3 separate regions of the Mus musculus genome follow, and all the other regions are linked to region 3. A link is a contact called in public Hi-C and HiCAR-type data. All regions are on one chromosome and are shown on one strand. Each heading gives the region's core, a stretch centred on a gene start, on an enhancer-like site or on the middle of the called end of the contact. The rest is flanking DNA. Distances are from core to core; before and after follow the strand shown.

Region 1 (4,570 bases), core at 1,407-3,906, 2.2 Mb after region 3:
TCATTTAGACCCAAAAGATAGTTCGGTGCATATAATAAGCACTTTCTGCACAGGCCTGAAGATTTTCTACTCAATCCCTATATCCCCACACCATAAGGAGACCTGACACCAGAAAATTGTCCTCTGACTGTACATAGGTGCTGTGGCATGAACAAGACCCCCACCCCCAAAACAAATTAAACTGGGGCCAGGGAGATGCATCAGTGGGTAGAGGTGTTTGCCACCAAGCCAGATAACCTGACTTTCACCCCAAGGTAAGATAGAAGGGTAAAAGTAGCTCTCATGGTTGTCCAGTTCCCCCAGAACATGTGTGCACACATATAATTTAAACAAGTTCAAAGTCATCCTTGGCTACATATTCAATTCAAGACCGGCCTGAACCTGTCTCAAGACCCTGTCTCAAAAAAATAATAGGGCTTAGAAAAGATGGCTAAGTGGTTAGGAGTGCTTTCTGCTCTTATAGAGAACCAAGTTTGGTTCCTGGCACTAGCACTGGCCAGATCACAAGTGCTGGTACCTCCAGCTTCAGGGATTCAATAGCCTTTTCTAGTCTCCAAGAGTATCTATATACACACATGCATACATACATATATAGCTACATGCGCCAAATAAAAATTAAAAATACTTTAAACAAGGTACAGCATGACAATATGCTATAGATATGAGGTATAACATGTAGGAAGATGCTATAGGTGCTTTATAGCTGTTGCATTATTATAACTGGTGAAGAGTACCGCTCTTATCGGGTGCTCATATTTGCAATGACTGGCATTGTGTTTGGGCCACCATTCCAAAGTGGTTTACTTATGTTGGTCAGGTTTTTCCAGCCCCCAGAGACACCTTCTTCCTGTTTATGCATATCTTCTTGCTTATAAAATGTATACTTTATGCTAGTAGTTCTTCTGTTACAGCATTTACATATGAAAATTATCTAGACTCACATTTAACCTGTCCATATGCTTGTGTGTATATTTACTTACTAACTTAATACATTTGGTTTGGGTTTTTTGTTTGTTTGTTTGTTCGTTTGCTTGCTTTTTGGGTTTTTTGGTTTGGTTTGGTTTTAGGTTTGCGAGACAGGATTTCTCCGTGTAGCCCTGGCTGTCCTGGAACTCACTCTGTAGACCAGGCTGGCCTTGAACTCAAGAGATTCACCTGGCTCTGCTTCCCAAGTGCTGAAATCAAAGGTGTGTGCCATCATCACCCTGCTATAAATTTGGTTCTTATTAATGTTTGTTGTATCTGTTGTGGTGTTTGGTTGCTTTGTTGGGTTTTTGTTTGTTTGTTTTGCTTATTTAGTTAGTTGGGGTTATTTTTTTTGTTTGGTTGGTTTTTTTATTGTTTTAGAGACAAGGTCTTCCTACATATCCCTGGCTGTCCTGGAGTTCACTGTGTAGACCAGACTGACCTCAGACTTACAGTAACCTTCCTTTCCCTGCCTCCAAGTGCTAGGATTAAAGGCATGCACCACCACCAGAGTTTCACTGTTACTGGTTTACATATTGGCCTGTGTAAACTATCTTTTTCATTCTTTGAAACAATCTCCAGAGTATTCCAGAGTGGTCACAAAATTATGTAATTCAGGCTGGCCTTGAACTCATGGTTATCCCCCGGTTTTAGGCTACCAACTGCTAGAATTACAGGCATGTGCCACCATGCCAGGCTGTAAGTGATCATTTAATGTCACACTTATTTTTATATCATTGTCATTTACATTTCTAAGTTTGAGATAGTGTATTACGTATTTGGATCATGTCACTCTATTTAAAATACGTCATTACATGTTGTGTGCCATGGCTGTTGAGTGGCAGTAGCTCTCACAAGCTTGATTGGCCCGAGGTAACGTTTACAACCTTTGTAAACCATGTTAAAGGCAGGTGCATACAGTTAATATAGCCAGTGAATACCCAACGCGTGCTAGGTGCATCTACCCAAACCACCTAATTTTCAAACCGGCTTGTCTTTTATCATTCACAATTCAAAACAGGTGAAAATGAAGTCAGAGCTCCCAGGGCCACAGTTCTGAAAAGCCCTAGGATAGACTGGTAACGCGAAACCTAGGCTAGGCTACAAGTTTCCTCGTTCCTCTTTCTGCTGCCCCAAACCACTTCCTCCCTGGGATTACAAGGTGACCCAGGAGTGGCCCGGGTTGGGGACTCGAGTCCAGCGCAGGTGTGTTGCCTCCCTCCACGGCGGAAGCCACGGCCCCGCTAGGGAGAAGATTGCACCGGGAGCTCGACACCGACACCTGAGTGTGTCTGGCTCCTCCTAAACAGTAGCCGTCTTCACCCTCTGGGCACCTGTGGGCAAAGTGCGGAAGGCTGGGAGAGTCAGGGTGAGAGAAGTGCGGGAAGAGGAAAGCCGAGAGCAGGAGGGAGGAGACGCCCCGGGAGCTGAGAGGAAAAGGCAGAGCTTTCATATTGCACAGGTGGACAGCCGTGGGGAGCGCCTGGCTGCGAAGCTTGATGGCTGGAGTGTCACTCACGCTGAACTCACGAGCGAGGATTGCCCCCTCCCGGTAGTCCCGGGCCTCCAGCTGCTCCAAGAAGCTCCTCACCAAGTCCGTATGGCGACTCATGCTGCGACCCGCTCTGAGGTCTCCCACAAGGAGTGATCCGACTCCGAGAATTTAGCCACTGCGAGGTGGGGCCTCCATTCCAGCAGCCAATGAAGACCGGTAATTGGCAGGCTCCTCGGCCAATGGCACTAGGAGTTCACTCCGTTCGTCCCGCCCATAGGTGCTGGCTGCCACCGCAGCCGAACTGGCCGTCCAAGTAGCTGCGGGTCCCGCAATTCCCCACTGGCGCCTCGGGTGCTTCGGCTGCCGTGAAGCTGGTGGAGTCCGCACGGAACGCTCAGTCCCATTGGCCTTTCCAGGGGGATGGCTGCGCTCTCAATCTCGCAGGCCGGGTTCCCAAGGTTGCTCCGGAGTCCTGCGAGCGCTGAGGTTCACAGTCGTGCGACAGCGGAATATGAGAGAGGTCGGGGACTTCGAATAAATATATTCCCTGCACTTTGCTCTGGGAAAAGGCCTATTTCTGAGGGTAGGGGGTGTGATTTCACTTTTGGAACCTGCTGGAAAAGCGGGGACACCAGGATTCAGTCCTAACTTGTGGATCTTAACCCATACCCCTCAGGGAGGAAGAGACTAGAGAGGCATTGGGAGGAAAAGTGGTCTCAACACTCACTCCGTCCCCCTTCAGGAGTTTGAAGAAGATCTTATGCTGAAGCTCCTGGGGTCCTGGAGACTAAAGACTGGAGAAGAGCCGTGCTAAGGTTTGTAGCTGAATTGGTAGAGTGCCTGTCCCAGCATTCACAAGGTGGAGGCAAGAAAATCAGAAAGTCAAGGTCACCCTAGCTTACATTGTGAATTCAAAGTTAGCTTGTGATGAAATCCTGTCTCAAAGTTAAAAAAAAAAATGGAAGAAAGGAAGGAAGGAAGGAAGGGAGAGAGAGAGAGAGAGAGAGAGAGAGAGAAAGGAAAATGTTTTAATGATGGTGGAATGGTTCAGTAGGTAAATGCCTTGCCACTAAATAAACATGACAACCTGGATTTGATACCTAGGACCCACATGGTGGAAGGAGAAAATCGACTCCAGAGTGTTGTCCTTGGACAACTACACAGGCTCTATAGTGAGGGTGTATCTCCCTACACACAAAAGAAAATAAAAGGGGGTTCTTTCCAAAACAGGCTTCAGCAGATGGAGTAGCACCACCTGCAAGGGAACCAAAGAATTTCAAGCATTGCCAACTCTCTGTTGAGGGAGGGCTCTGAGGAGATCCGTTTGGGGTCGTGTGCAAAAGTAGGGCTAAGGCGAATTGAAAGTGCTTTAAGCATGCTGAGCGGAGCGGTGGTGGCACACGCCTTTAACCCCAGCACTTGGGAGGCAGAAGCAGGTGGATTTCTGAGTTCGAGGGCAGCCTGGTCCACAGAGTGAGTTCCAGGACACCCAGGGCTATACAGAGAAATCCTGTCTCGAAAAACCAAAAAAAGAAGTGCTTTAAGTCACTGGAAGATGAGTGGGATCATTGGTAAAAGGCTGTCAACTTGGTCATCACAGTGTTTAAATGAAGGAATGGATAGCATCTTTAAAAGCCAGACAAGACTTTATTGGGTTTTATCGCTAGATCTCTGTCTTACGTCACTGTGGGTCTGCCAGTGGTGGCAATGCAAAACAGCCAGATAGTATGAGGGTGATAGTATGAAAACTTTTTCACTGAAATGGGGAAGATGGCAGTAAGATGGCTCAACAGGTAAAGGTCTTGCAGCCACACCTATTAATAAGTGCTGCATCCCCTGACACACATGGTAGAAGGAAAAAAAATCACTTCCATACAGTGTCCTCTGACCTCCTTATGCCTTGTGCAGAAGCACTCAAGTAAATGTAATTTTTTTAAAAAATGCTAGGAGGGCTGGAGTGATGGCTCAGCAGTTAAAAGCACTGACTGCTCTTCCAGAGGACTGAGGTTTGAGTCCCAGCACCCACACAATGGCTTGCAAACACCAGAAACTTGAGTTCCAGGGGACCCAATGCCCTCTTTTGGCCTCCACAGCACCAGGCTTGCACAT
Region 2 (4,623 bases), core at 368-2,867, 2.3 Mb before region 3:
TGCATCAGCTCCTGCCTCCAGGTTCCAGGTCTGCTGAGTTCCTGGCCTGACTTCCTTCAGTGATGGACTGTGATATAGAAGTGTGAGCCCAATTAACCCTTTCTTCCCTGGATGCTTTTGACGGGTGGCGGTAGTGACCCTAAGACCCTGGCTCCTGCTGCTGTCGACTGCTTATCCCTTCCTTTTTCTCAAAGGGGTGAACATCCACCAGTTCCCCTTCCTTGAGAAGTGACCGCCAACGATACAGCAAACACTGTCTTAACCAGAAACCTGCGCATTTCAGCTTCAGAAAAAACAAACAAACAAACAAAACCCCAAAACACCAGGAGACGACTGGCTAACCCTACATAAACCATGAAAGGTGTCTGCTTGAAGCTGGGCCTCTCTAAACAACAGGTCAGAGCTACGCAACGATACAGCAAACACTGTCTTAACCAGAAACCTGCGCATTTCAGCTTCAGAAAAAACAAACAAACAAACAAAACCCCAAAACACCAGGAGACGACTGGCTAACCCTACATAAACCATGAAAGGTGTCTGCTTGAAGCTGGGCCTCTCTAAACAACAGGTCAGAGCTACGCACTAATTAAAGAAGGTTTATCTGAGTCCTGAGAACTCTTCCCCAACGAGAGGAACCTGGAGACCAAAGGAAGTTACATTCCAGGCAGAGGGACCTGAAAATGCAAAAACGCTGTGACATGCTGACTGACCATCTGTCTGTCCTGAGAGCCTGCAGTAGACTTGGGGAAGAGGAAGACTGTGGCTAGACCCACAGACTTCCCTAAGCTTTAGAGTCTAAAGGATAAATCTGAGAATAGCAGACGCCTGGCCTGCTCCAGAGTCACTCCTGACGGCTAATGTTTAGTAAGCACAAAATACTAGGTATATCCCTTTACTTGAGCCTGTTCTTGCCTCCCAGGTGTAGGTGTGGCCGGCTTGCTGAATGTGTAGATGACCACCCCCTCCAGTCCCCAAGGTCTGTCTCTTAAGCCGGAGCCCACAACTACACGGTCCATCTACCCTCCATCCAGACTCTTCAGAATCCTTAAACACAGCCACATAGAAGGTTGGCGACAAAGTGGCTGACGCATACTTTTGCTCTTCTAAGGCTATTCCGATGCGGTTCTCTAACACACTTTCTTTGGGCTTTTGTCTAATTCCAGCTCAAAAAAGGAAAAAAAATTGCTAAGGAGTTCCACCTTTCTTCATATTAGAAATTAACAATAGTCGTGAGGCCTAGAGTTCAGATCTGGAAACCAGAAAGCACTCCCAACGGACCATCTAGAGTCAGCTCTAGATGGCAGGAGGGTCGGGGCCTTCATCAGGCCTGGAGGAGAACGAGCCCAAAGTCCGGTGCCTACCAAAGGACAGAGATTTGCGGGGCAGGACGCACCGGAGCAGGAGTGCCCAGCCCAGGAGGCCGGAGGGACCGCACCCGCCCTCTCGCAGTGCGCCTGCGCCGGGCCTCCCCGCAGTCCGCCGAGTTCTGTAACTAATCCATGTAGACCCGGCTCCGGGTCTGGCGCGAGCCCACCAAGCCAAACGACCGCAGACTTGGGGTCCCGAGCTCGCCACACTCACCTGCATCTTGCCTTCAGTCACTCAAACCAGCCCTCTGCCCCAGCCCCTCCGCTCCTCTCCGCGCACGCGCGGCACCGCCCCCTCCGGTCTTCTCCCCGCCCCCAGGCACGAAAAGGGCGGAGCCAAGGAGGAAGTGAAGACTGGAGTCTGCGCCTGGTCCTCAGGAACCCGGGCGAAGGCTGAGAGCGTTGGAATGACAGGCCGTGCCTCCGGTGGGTGGGACTATAGGGTGACGTCATTCGGGCCATGTCCAGGCGCTACCTTGTTAGGGAAAGTGGCTGGTTGTTTGGGGCTGACCCGAGGTAAGCATAGGTTCTGCGACTTCCCGGGCCGCCAATCGGAGCCTGTCGGAAGCAGAATTGCCTGACAGTGACCCGATGCTAGGATTAAAAGTGACCCGGGTCACCTGGAGGTCACACACCTTCTCTGTTGAATGGGATGAATTGCTTATTGGGTTTGTTTACTGAGCTCACTGGGTTTGTTTAGAGCATAGTCTAACCTCTGCGGTTACAGCATCAGATTTGAGAAACCGGTGGAGTGGGGAACGCCTGGGCTCCACGCCCCTTCACCCTCACAAAAGGAAAAGGCCACAGTGAGAATCATTTTCTCTGGTTAATACCAGACTCGTGTGACCCTGAGCAAAAGCACAGGCTCCAGGGCGATCCACAGCATTCGGAGCTGGAACTGAGAGCACGGGAGTTAAAAGGCCTTCCACAGCCCTGGACTACCTTGCTGCCTCTGCTCAAGCACACACCGTGGGTACACTTTGGAATTACCAAGGAGCTTTCAAAACTGCAGGTGTCTAGGTGTGGTAGTTCACATCTATAATTCCAATACTCAGGAGACCCAGCCAGGGCTAGAGAGTGAACCTCTGTCTATAAAAACAAACAAAAACTACAGTTACACTAAGGTGTTATTTCCAGACAACTTAAATCCCTGCAGCTGAGGACTCGGAACTGATAATTTCTGGGGAATAATCACTAATATAGAAAAAAAATTACACTATTCCCTGAAAAAAACAAGGAGCATGGATTTAATTTAACCCAACACATTCCAACCAGATTACAGACAGACCTTTTAAAGTGTTAATTAATTTGCCTAGTGTTGTGAATGAATTTTCCCAGTTTTCACTTCCAAAATCAGTTTGTGAGATAGTTTAACTTGAGGGACTTTGATCACAGGCTTCTCTCCACCGCACAGCAGTAAAGCAGGTGTGGTTTGCCCTTTCCTTGCTCCAGGTGGATCCACTGAAAGATGTATCCTGGTGTATTGGAAATAATGTTCCCAGTTGCTTTTTACAGCAGGTGTGCTTCAGAACAATCCCCTGTTAACTCATTGTCTTGACTTTTGGTTTTATTACATTGACTACAACATGGATAAAGTCTTTAACTGAATACACACGAGAAACAAACTGTTCAGCTGAGCCTTTAATTGGAGATTACATCATGAGTTCTGAGACAAGCCTCGGCCACAGCATGACACTGTGTATAAATCTTAGTTGACTGGGGAAGGTATGTAGACCTTCTATGAAGGACGTAGGAAACACTGGATAGTCATTTGGAGGCAGATAAAACTGAATTCCTACTTTACGGCATACACTACAATTTAAAGAAGAAAACTCATTAAAGGAAAACATGGGCTAACTTAACTTTTTTAAAGACGGGGTTTTGCTATGTAAGCCAGGCTGACTTTGAACTATTCTCCTGTGAAAAGAGCTATTGGGTTTGCTTCTATAAATTTGTCAGGAATTTGGCATTGAGCCAGGACATGGAAGCAGGCTCAAGATCTTGACCATCTTGATAAGTTCCTGAATACCTCGGGACTTTTTATTGCCTTGTTTGTTCCTTGACCTAGAACTGACCTTATACTTTGTATGTACCTAGAATGATATAGAAGTGGACTGGAGAAAAACAAACCCTCTTCAGACTCAGCACTGGCTGGAATCATGTTATAATGCTGTCTAATTGCCTTTTTCTTTTCAATCCCCCCTCCCTCCCTCCCTTGAGACCCTGTTGACTGAGCTGCCTTGGTCACTCGTACTGTAGTTAGTGGCCATAGTAGGTAACACTACAAACTATGCTGCTGTACTTGGGTTAATTTTGTAACTTAGAAATGGGGGGAGGTAGGGCAGGGAACTTTTCAGACTATTACTTAAAACCAAAAATAAATCAAAAGAGAAAAATGAAAAGATTTAATCACCCTTTTGTTTAGGAATAATGTATATAAGCCCAGTGCTTTGGGTATAAAATAAAAAGTTAAGTAAAAATATAGTTACATGTGGTTGCATCTTTAATTTTACAAATGGAAACAGAGACATATACACACACACACAAACAGAAAGCAACATTGTTAACTATAGGGAGAAGTGAGATCTGGGGGCAGGGATAGGAGTAAGAAACCTATAGCAAATTTTTATTTAAGAACTGTGGCGGTTAAAATGAGAAGTAGCCCCGTAGTTTTCAGCATTTGGTTCCTAGTTGGTGGCATTGTTTGGGAAGATTTAGGAGGCGTGGCCATTGTGGAGGAAATATGTCTCTGGGTCAATACTGAGAGCTTAAAGTCTTGTGCTACTTCCATTTTTGCCTTCTTTCTGTTTCCTGCTCACAGCTGCAATGTGAGCTGTTAGCTTTCTGCTTTGGTGCCCATCTCTTGTTGCCATGTGTCAGGGTTTCTATTCCTGCAGAAACATCATGACCAGGAAGCAAGTTGGAGAGGAAAGGGTTTATTCAGCTTAAACTTCTATACTGTTGTTCATCACCAAAGGAAGTCAGGACTGGAACTCAAGCAGGTCAGGAAGCAGGAGCTGATGCAGAGGCTATGGAGGGATGTTACTTACTGGGTTGTTTCCCTTGGCTTGCTCAGCTTGCTTTCTTATGGAACTCAGGACTATCAGCCTAGGGATGGCACTGCCCACAATGGGCTGGACCCTCCTCTCTTGATCACTAATTGAGAAAATACCTTACAGCTGGATCTCATGGGGGCATTTCCTCAAGGGGGGGGGGGACTCCAAACCTCAAGCTGTGATAACTCCAGCTTGTATCA
Region 3 (4,713 bases), core at 1,310-3,809:
GTCTCACGGCAGTCTCTCAAGTGACTGGGACTTCCATGACCGGGTCCAGCTCAGTGCGTCTCTCTTTCTTCATTCTCCCTTTTAAAGGGAACCACTGACAGGTGCAGAGATCACAGTGACAGTTCTCACTGGAGGACAGAGTGGGCTGGAGCTCTGTAACGTCCTTCCCCTAAGTCCTGCGTCAGGGTTAGTGTCTCTGTAGCATATGGCCCAGTTATTCAGTCATTAGCAGGGCAAAACGGAACCATGAAGATCTGAGCAAGGTCAGCATATTGTCACTGCTCTTGCCCCTAACAATCCCCCTTGGTTTTTGCCCCCTCTACATTATATAAAAGTTAAAATTTAAAAGAATTTTTAGCCAGGCTGTGGTGGCAGATACTTTTAATCCCAGCACTCAGAATCTGAAGTCAAGGCAAGCCTGGTCTACAGAGTGAGTTCCAGGCCAGCCAAGGCTACACAGAGAAAAGAGAAACCCTGTCTCGAAAAGCAAACAAATAACAGCAACAACAAAAAGTTTAAAATTTTTTAAAAATAAAATTCTAACAATTCTATACTGGTTTTACATTCTAAGTGGATGCCAAACTAGTATTAAGAGATAGGTGGTCTCAATATATATATATTAAAAAAAAAAAGACTATAGACATAAGACTAGCCAGCTATGGGAGGAGCCAGTGCAATGGCTAATCTTTATTAGAGAGAAGTTTTTCTTTACATTCTGAAAAGATAACACAGGGGCTCAGTGGGCCATTTGGTGGGGCACCAGCTTGTAATGGGTTCCACAGTTGGGGCATCGCTGACTCTCGCCTTTGTGCAGCCAAAACCAGATGACAGTACAGTTGTCCTCTTCACCTGAAAGGGAAAGACGGTTGACAGTCATCCAGCGTCCATGTACAGAGGGAGGCTTTCAGCATTCACCTCTTTCCTACAGACACTTCGGACACAGCAACAAAACTGCCACTGACTAGGAGACCACTTCACGCTCCGCTCCTTCAAATGAAAAAGCGGGGATGCATTTACCTGTGAGTAAGATAACCTTGTATGGGGTCACTGTAGGTTCTAACAATTCCAGTCCCTATGCAAAATTCCAAAACAGGATCTGTACTCATGTGTATCCCTAGTGCTTGAAACAAACAGTACCTGGCATATGTATGTACATACGTGTGTGTGTGTGTGTAAATAATCTGGGCTGGAAAGATAGTTCAGCAATTAAAAGCATGGACTGCTCTTCCAGAGGACCTGAGTTCAATTCCCAGTAGCCACAGCAAAGTGGCTCACAGCCTTGCTTGTAACTACAGCTCCAGGGTCATCTGCCTTCTGTGACTTCTCATGCATACTGAGACTTAAGACAGTCAACAACCCTTACAACAATGTATACACATATTTACATTTTTACACACATACAGTCCATCATACACACATATCTGAAGCAATTTATAGACATTCTGTGAGGCAGGTTATAAACAAATGGGCCAGAAAATAAAAACAAAGTGCTTACAGATGCAGCCCACTATTCTCTTGTTGCTGATGGACGGGACTAGATTAGGGTCTTCCTTGGTGCCTGAAGCTGCCTTTGGAGGTAGCATATTGTATGGGTCCTGAAAGAGACAAGAGTTGACTATTTATGACAGATAACGCCTGCCACTGCACTGCAAAAGGGCCGTTCCTACAAGCTGGGTTGTCAGGACCAGACGCTGGCTGACAGGAACTCCTCTAATCCCATCCAAGCCCCAGGGCTCCAGAGGACACAGCATTTCTCCTTACCAGTCCCTTCTGTGCTGCTATCATGATCTCCCTCTCCAGCCCAGTAGCCTGCTCCTCATCAGTGGGGACACCACCTAGAAGAAGAAAAATGAGCTACGGCAATTGATATGACCACGATGGATACACGATAAAAAGATCAACACGGGAAAGGTGACGTTATCCGCTTCTTTGGTGGGTTCCCAAGCTACCCATTCCCACAGTCCCCTAAGCCCACTGAGGCATGACTCCCAAGCCATACCGTTTTTCCCTTCCCACCGCGGAAGCTTGGTTGTCGACTTTCCCTACAATCAAGTCATGAGAGTATACTGGCTGGTGGCGGGCAAGGGATTTGAATGTTGGTCCAGCGCTTTTTCAGCCCTCCAAGTCCTTGTGTTCCAAGGTCACCCGGCACCTTCCAGTGAGGGCACTTTGAAAGCGGGTTCGATCGGGTGGGCGGCCGAAATTACAGCAAGACCGGACAGAGCGCCGGCTCCCGGAGCCTAAGGTGGTCAGCAGGGCTCGAGAGAACGCTAATGGCCGACCCCGCTCGACCGCCCATCACCAACCACGCCGGAGGCCATGGACACCGGCCTGTCCCGCCCAGCTGGTCACGTACCTCCAGAAGCCATGGAGCGGGTCACGGCCGCGCCACGGGGGCCGTGGGCCCTCAGGGCCTGCGCCGCCAAAGCGCCCACTCCGCGAAGTAACCTTGAAGCCATCTCGCCCGAGACAAGCAGATGCACTTCCGGGAACAGGCTGAGCAAGATGGGCGGGACTTCCGTTGGTGGGAGTCTAACAACGCCCGGTCAGTCTTCCGCTTCCTGCCCCGACCAGCCGAAGCAGCGCTAAAAGTAGACGCCGCACATGCGCAGTTCTGCCTCTTCGTGGGCCGCGCAGACTCCCGCCGCCTCCGGGGCGTGGCGTCAGTCACCCTGACAGCTAGCGGCTTTCGGGTTCATGACCTGTCCGCTTGAGTGTTCGCGCCCAGTGTCCCAGCCACATAGTAGTTCTTGTAGTGGAGGTGCTGTGGAAGCCGAAGTTCCCGCAGTCAAGGGCTTCCACCACGAATCATACAACCTTGGGCGTGAGCTCAGGAAGCCTGTTGTGTTTGTTATGCCTGTTAGCCACGGGTTCGAGACTGCAGACAGCTTTAGTTGTTACCAAATTGTTGCAATGGCCCACTCCGTCAGAAATTGACAGTACACCCCCCCACACACACAGTCTTAGCCTCAATTCCCTCCTCCACTCTGTTTTGTTTTGTTTTTTAAGCACGGTATCACTATGTAGCCTGGCTGACCTTTAACTCCCTATGTAGATCAGGGTGGTCTAAAGCTCACAGAGATCTGGTTACCTCTGCTGGGATTAAAGCTGTTGCACCGTCCTCAGTTTTCCTCCTATAGTAATGTTATGGGAGGTGATGGTGTTGGCCCCAGGGACAAGGATGAGGGGGGTGCGGGGGGTGCGGTGCAGAAGGGCTTTGGAGGCATAGATGTAGGATACCTCCTGATGGCCACTCCACCACGATGAGGATACTAGGAGGAGGAGGGACAGAAAGAAAGTTAATAATGCAACTGGAAATGACAATAGGCACCGTGGCCAGAAGTCTCTAATTTAGACAGAAAACGTCCTCCATTGCTCAGTGTTGCACACAGGTAAAGCCTGACAACTCACGGCAGAGCGTTCACTAGATTTCCAAACACTGGCTTCTTCGATTTATTCTCGTTGTGGAACATTCCTGAAACACTATGGCTGCATACAGTATCTATGCTTCCCTAATTGCGTCCCAGTGATGAAATCTTAAGTACCTTGCAGAGGCCTGACATAATAATATCAAATGACTTTTAGTAAATCCTGCCGCTTGGACCAAAAATATAGTTTATAGAGCTTGTGACTACAAAAGGTCAAGTTGAGGAAAACTACAAAGGACTAAATTCCTGGGTGTTGTCACCTACCCCTTGTAGGTTATTTTCAAAAGGGTCTGGTGGAACATTCCTTCAGAGGAACTAACCTGGTCTTCATGGCTGCCCTCAACCAAGAAAAAAAAATAGCCTATAATGAGGCACCAAATTTCTTGACTGTGAAGATGGGCTTACACTTTGCATAGTTTTCATTTTTACTTCCTTGTCTCCACTACAATCATCTGGATTAATTCCTAATTCAAGGCATCTTTCCTCCAATGAACCCATTATTGATTTGTGTCCACATTAAGAGGGAAAACCCCAGTCAGCCCCATCAGCCAGCTCCACCATCTTTCCTCCTTTAGAGAACACTCAGGAAAACCAAGACTAGATGTCTTTGTTAGGGTGAAGAGACACTGTGACCACGGCAACACTTATGAAGGAAAACATTTAATTGGGGCTGGTTTACAATTCAGAGGTTTAGCCCGTTATCATCATGGAGGGAAGCAGGGCAGCATCCAGGCAGACATGGTGCTGGAGGAGATGCTGAGAGTTCTACCTCAGGATCCACAGGCAGAAGGAAGTGAGAGACGCTGGGTCTGGCTTGGGCTTTTGAACCCTCAAAGCCCACCTGCAGAGACACACTTCTGCCAACAAGGCCATAGTTCTTAATCTCTGTCAAGTAATGCCACTCCCTAATGACGAAGCCTTCAAATATATGAGACCATGGAGGCCATTCTTAGTCAATGTGCATCAAAAGCACATTGTAAAAAAAAAATCATATAACACAAACAACACAAGCTGGCAATTTGGCATTTATTCTTTCTGTCCCCGACCCACACTAAGCCAGATTTTTCTCAGCCTCAGCACAATTAATATTTTGAGCCTGGAGATGATTTGAAGCAAGGAGGGGTTGAGGGTTCCCTTTGTGTACTGTGGGACTTGGAAACTCTCCCTCCTGGAAGTCTCCAGGGTGGCAACAGAAGTGTCCTGAGCACAAAGAAATGCACATACACGAGATGGATTTGCTTGTGAGATAAAAATATAAATGACTGAGGAGTTGCTTTTCTAATTG

Evidence for each region. A called contact is a pair of places that touch in the nucleus more often than the background predicts. HiCAR-type assays count read pairs that join an accessible place to other places.
Region 1: a HiCAR-type map of astrocytes shows a contact between it and region 3, with 4 times the contacts expected there. The contact joins the promoter of Ptpn18 here to the promoter of Cox5b in region 3. A contact is called at or near these places in 1 of 115 datasets of contacts at active chromatin or transcription factors (astrocytes) and 1 of 9 other capture datasets (adipose tissue).
Region 2: a Hi-C map of B cells shows a contact between it and region 3, with 5 read pairs. The contact joins the promoter of Pdcl3 here to the promoter of Cox5b in region 3. A contact is called at or near these places in 1 of 39 promoter capture datasets (liver) and 1 of 484 Hi-C or Micro-C datasets (B cells).

What each region holds. Positions count from the first base shown.
Region 1 is chr1:34,457,832-34,462,401 of GRCm38.p6, reverse strand. It overlaps Ptpn18 (protein tyrosine phosphatase, non-receptor type 18), which reads right to left and starts at 2,656. Exons shown (of 15, transcript NM_011206.2): 1 at 2,486-2,656. The coding sequence starts at 2,578. It overlaps Gm32504 (a long non-coding RNA gene), which reads left to right and starts at 1,367. Exons shown (of 4, transcript XR_373299.3): 1 at 1,367-2,643; 2 at 2,739-2,981; 3 at 3,138-4,570.
Region 2 is chr1:38,984,808-38,989,430 of GRCm38.p6, reverse strand. Pdcl3 (phosducin-like 3) reads right to left here and starts at 1,617. Exons shown (of 6, transcript NM_026850.4): 1 at 1,582-1,617. The coding sequence starts at 1,587.
Region 3 is chr1:36,689,333-36,694,045 of GRCm38.p6, reverse strand. Cox5b (cytochrome c oxidase subunit 5B) reads right to left here and starts at 2,559. Exons shown (of 4, transcript NM_009942.2): 1 at 2,357-2,559; 2 at 1,762-1,835; 3 at 1,496-1,595; 4 at 658-849. The coding sequence starts at 2,459. The coding sequence ends at 737.